Linked DNA regions of Gasterosteus aculeatus: region 2 is linked to region 1. A link is a contact called in public Hi-C data. All regions are on one chromosome and are shown on one strand. Each heading gives the region's core, a stretch centred on a gene start, on an enhancer-like site or on the middle of the called end of the contact. The rest is flanking DNA. Distances are from core to core; before and after follow the strand shown. Region 1 holds the start of hic1 (hypermethylated in cancer 1). Region 2 has its middle 11 kb from the start of LOC120828661.

Region 1 (2,700 bases), core at 26-2,525:
TCTTTCTCATCCTCTGCTATAAAAAAAAAATACTTCGGTTTCCTCCTATTTTTTTTTCGAGTAATTTCCTTTGCTATTTTTGAGTCGCAGCAATAATACGCACCGGGATGATAATGGAGCCTCTATGCGCCTTAAGTGTTTTAGCGCCCCGTGTGATGTCAGTCTATAATAAAACTAAAAAGGTAAAATCGAGGGCAGGAACTTCAACTGACCCCAACTTGAACTTCTCAACACATCGTCTTAAAGAGACAGGCAGCAATTGCCTACGCACGTATGTTGCGCGTTTATGAGAAAGAAGTCCACATTTGCTTTGGAGGTAACTTTAATAATGGAGGCACCTGGACCCACATCAAGCGTTGCTGGAGCGTTTCATGTTTCGGACCTTCAAGGAATTGGAACCCCCCCTCCAATATCTGCCATATCTAATATCATTGTGTCCCTGAGGCCAAAATAAATCCAAATCCTGCTGCTTTATTGTGTCATAGGGATAATCCATTCAAACGTATTAATTCATAGTAGGCCTACGCTTTTTAATTAAGTACAAAATAATACACCTGGTAAAAGAAGGCGTGTCTCACCTGCAGTCCTCCCCTGAGAAGAGTGTGACAGCCCGCCTATAGGCTGCAGCTTTTGGAAACGTTTTTTCACCACAAGGGTTTCGACTCATAACATAATGATGATCCTTCTTTCACTTTAAGCCCGCGTCCTTATGCCAAACATCTTCTCCACAAGACCATGTTGGTGTAGGATTTAAATATGGCAGGATTAAAAACAGAGAAATATCACATTAAAATGTTGCGCGAGTGACTGTAAATCTCAACTATCAGCGTGAGGCCGGACGCGCTCATCTGATCCAGATGCTGAAGCCTCGTCGCTGAGGGCAACATCAGGACTATCGGCTCCAAGCAGTGAGACATTCAAACGTGGATAAACTCAACATGATAGACTACTAAAGAAAAAGTGTCACTTACACGTCAGCCCAAATCACATCCCCCCCCCCCCCCCCCTCTCTCTCTCTCTCTCTCTCTCTCTCTCTCTCTCTCTCTGCCGTCTCTCGATCTTACCTCGGGCTCATGTCTGGAGCGCTGGCCGTATGTCTGCTCTCCTTCTCGGCATTCCCTCATTAGGACCTCCGCAGTATCCGCCGTGTCCCGCTCAGTCTCTCGAAAGGTCTATGGAGCACAATCTCGCCGCCCTCGGTGTCCCCCGCTTATTTCACCCTCTTCCGTGCCCTCGCTATCTCACGTGTTAACAAGACAGTCTGACACTTGTGACGATCCGGGGTCCGGTCGGACCAAAGCTGCCGGAGGAGAGTTTACGCGCACAGCGACACCCAATGGAGGAAGTTGGCAGTCGTAAGGCACAAGTTTACTCTGTGCTTTACTGTATGAAAAACACACAGTACATTAGAAAGTCTATGTTATATTGTTGCATTTTTTATTTTTAAGCTGTATGTTTTTTTGATTGCACTTTGCCTGTATGGGTCGATGTTTCATGCACTGCGTTTGTTAAGGGCCTGACAGGCAGTACTGACACTCAAGCGCAAAACGACAGCGGAGACCAGGTAGATACTTATTTAATAAAGGTTATACACGGGTGATCAGTCGGGCAAATGAGTCCAGCAGGGGTAATAATCAAAGGTCCATAATACAGGGGGGGTCTTGAAACCGACATCTTGATCCACAGAGTCCTCACAGCGAAGAACAACTACAATCTGACATGGCAACACGTTTATATGTGAGGAAACCCCTTGGGGCTAGAGACTTGATACAGGTGAGGGGATTGAGTGATCAGGAAAAAAACCACATGAGGCTAACGAGGGGCTACAGCATTGGAGTTGATGTGGAGGCTGATACGTATGTGTGTGTGTGTGTGTGTGTAATTGTAATTTGAACTCATCTGAACAGTTGAATAAGCGGTTAGATGTGATATTTCCCTCGATCACCATAAAAACTTTGTCTGTTAATGTCCCTTCATATCTTTTAAGAGCCACCCTCATGTGGGGTGATGTGTTGAAACGGATGACACTGCTCTTCACCATCGCGCCGGTCATTAAAAAGCACTAACCAGACTATTTATGTTTGTTTTGATCACAACAGCAGCTGACAATCTCGTAATGCATGTCTTCCTCTTGAAATGATCCGACTGCATGGATGCTGGTGTTTCATTGAAGTGATCCGAGCCACCCCGAGAGCCCGTTAGAGTGGAGGAAGGTATTGTCTCTCACTTCCATGTTCCCTCGATGAACTGTTGATAACCCCCCAGACAGAGGTAAGCAGAGCAGCGCGGGAGAATGGATTCATTCTATCAAGGATGTGACAGCGTGTTTCAATTCATAGTCCAAAATAGTTTTTTTCCACTTAAGGAAACACATAGTAATATCATCATGCTGCACGTTGATGTCTTTTTTGTTTTCATTTACACACCTTTGAAAACAAGACTGGCACTGCATTATTGTCAATTACTGCATTTTTATGCAACAATTATTTATCTAATTATTGTATTAGATGTAAAAGATTGCATTTAAGATATACAATGATTGCGCGTATTCAAAAATTGGCATTTTATAAAGATTTGCAGCTCAGTATGGAATAAAAGCCCCCAAATCTGTTAAATTGGACAACAACCCTTTGGGCCACATGTTGCTTATAGAAATACATAACAACACGAAGGGCTTTGAGGCTTGATAGCAAAACCAAG
Region 2 (2,700 bases), core at 27-2,526, 79 kb before region 1:
ATTGTACAGGGTATTGGATATAGGATAAATGAATAGCTATTCAAACGCCCTGAAGTAGGTCTGGTAGTTTTTGCGTCATAAAGAGAGCGATAGTGCTCCGTTATCTCTCTGTGTCTCTGAGCAAAGGGAAGCAGTGCTGCTTTTTGGCTTCTCTATCTGGCTGTGTGTGTTCACTTAACTCTGGTTGAATTTGGTTACCTGGGTTGTGGAGTTTGCTTCCATTCTGAATTGTGCTCACACTTCCTAGCGGTAGAGCAGACACACACACACACACCCACGTGCACACAGTCACAGACTTATACATATATCTACACTTTCATTGCATTTGTATCTGTGCATCCTACAACCAAAAAGTCCACTATGCTCTGTGAAGTAATTCACTGTCAAAGGAAAGGCACTGTGCTTCGGCTGAGACGCATTCTTGTCATTCACCCTTCTCTCTGTTCCAGAAGCAGTTATTGAATCTTGAATGGATGTGATTACGATCTCCTGGGCCTGATCAGACGGATGAGAAGTTGTGCGTGAACGCAAAGCCAGCTGTTATTGGGTCGTGGCTAGCCTTTAAAACAAAGCTTATCATCTCTGCATATTGGACTCTGGAAGTCTCTGGCTCATGGCACTGGCTTAAAACAATATAGCAATCTTTCACCTGTACACATGTATCACACAAGCAAACTGACAGCTGGGATAGCGGGGAAAAGCCCTGCAAGGATAAGAAGGGAGAAGAAAAAAATTGCGCAGGTGTTTTAAAGAGTGTGAGAATATGCGTTCACACGTTGTGTGAATTTGTATATTACTATTTACTATTACTAGTTATTTGTATTTTAGCTCACTCTATGTTGTTTGAACCAATAGCGTTTTCCATTGGTTTCAACATCTTCCCCAGTAGGAAATCAAGCTGTAACGTGCAGTCTATTTTCATCACAGCGATGACCATACGTTGGCCTACTTCAGAGTGGAAACGCACACATCAACACTCCTAAAAACAGACCATGTGTCACCTGGTGGTAAAGGTCGGAGGTAGAAAACCCCATTAGAAAAAGTGATGTGTTATTGGAGACGTCTGAAGTCAATTCTTGTAAAATGCCAGTTTAACTGAAATAAATGATCTTTAAGGGGGGGAAACTAATTCATGATAAAACAGATACACATAAAAATAGCAAAGGTGGTAAACATTTAGCATGTGACACATGTTGACTCCAGTACACAGCACACGTCCTTGGTGCACTCGGGGGGGATCAGAAATCGACGCGCGGCATCGTGACTCACTGCATCGAGGTAGACGGTGCGACGGGTGTCAGTGGGCAGGGGAGAAGAGACGGCAGCACATCGGCAGCTGTTGCCAGGGTTACCACCACTCGTCAGCACTGACGAAGACACACAGGAGAGATGCTCTTGCAAAGACAACGCCAGCATGCTTTCTTATGGGTGAAACATTGTTGATGAGATGTTTTTATTGTTTGAGGGTTTAACGTATGTACATTGGATATTTTACTGACTTACGATCTTTGAGTTTGACAGTTTTATATTGAGGGCTTTATTGTAAAACACAATTTACAATTACGCAACACGGCGTTTGGGTTCATCAGTTGTCAGCCTTTGTTGGGGAGAGTTAAGGTAAGGCGCTTGGTCTTGATCTTTTCACGGACAATAAGTAAAATATATCCAGCCTTGTCCTTTCGGTTGTGTATCATAATGACCCTTTCAAGTAGATAACGCATCCACTCACTGTATTTCAAACATTTTTTAAATGTGTGTGTGTGCCCCTACGTGTGGCGCGTGTGCATCTCATACTTCTCAGGGCAGCGCTTAGTATAACAGCTGGATTACCAGCTGAATGGGGCATAAACAACCGTGCCATTTGCGCTAACACTAAAGTGCCAGACCTGCTTGAGGACTTCTGTATACACACACCCATAAGTGTGTATAATTTATGGAAACTCACTTATGGTATGTTGATACTGAAGGTGATATATTACCAGCTCAACAGGCACTACTGCATAAACTATTGTTTTAATCCGGCCTGCTAAGGGTCACTGCCTCGTTAATGTCTGTCTATGTGACTCCGCATATTAAGGCCATTAGTTTATGAATAATGGTTGGTCCTCGGTGCCCGCGGCCACCTTCAAACAGACTCCTGTCTCCTGAAGCAGCTTTGGCTTAGTAGTGTGTGACACATGAAGGTGCAATATTACCGCTGATGGCTGACCTGCTTGTGGTTCAGTCTACTGAGAGAATGTCCTGTTAGGAGGGTATCATGACACATTGCATTGCATTAAGTGCTGTTCAGGAAGGACAAGAGAAACAGGGTAACCTTCTTCTGTCACACCACAACACGAGCATTCACTCAGTAGCCTTCATTTCGAAATGGTCACAATGAGAATGCTAAATTGGCCCATCGAGGAGAAGTGATTATATGTCCATTTTCTGAGAAAAGTTAGTCAGAACAAAGCACATTTTTTTCAGTGAAGACTGATACTTTCACCAGGATTAACTGTGCACACACCGCAAAAAGCATAAATGAACATCAAAAAGTTCCCCATGTGTTATCCTCAGGATGTTGTCTTTGGGGCTTTCGGCGAAATGTGTGTTTCTTTTTTGTTTTTGTGGCATTAAAATAGTTTGGGCCAAGCAGCCTTGTCAAGCAACTGGTTCCCTGCAAGACTTTGATATCAGAGATAAAGAGTCCTTCCTGTGTTG

What was found. Hi-C and Micro-C count contacts between places; a contact is called where the count stands out from the background.
Region 2: a Hi-C map of whole body shows a contact between it and region 1, with 8 times the contacts expected there. The contact joins the enhancer-like site here to the promoter of hic1 in region 1. A contact is called at or near these places in 6 of 6 Hi-C or Micro-C datasets (blood and trunk muscle, liver, skeletal muscle and 2 more).

Annotation. Positions count from the first base shown.
Region 1 is chr1:12,557,517-12,560,216 of fGasAcu3.hap1.1, reverse strand. It overlaps hic1 (hypermethylated in cancer 1), which reads right to left and starts at 1,275. Exons shown (of 2, transcript XM_040176291.2): 1 at 1,065-1,275.
Region 2 is chr1:12,636,332-12,639,031 of fGasAcu3.hap1.1, reverse strand. No RefSeq gene overlaps it. Among protein-coding and RNA genes, the nearest start is that of LOC120828661, 11 kb to the left of the region's middle. Within about 2 kb of position 1,276, at least 2 of the 9 cell types and tissues checked have open chromatin away from gene starts, as enhancers often do.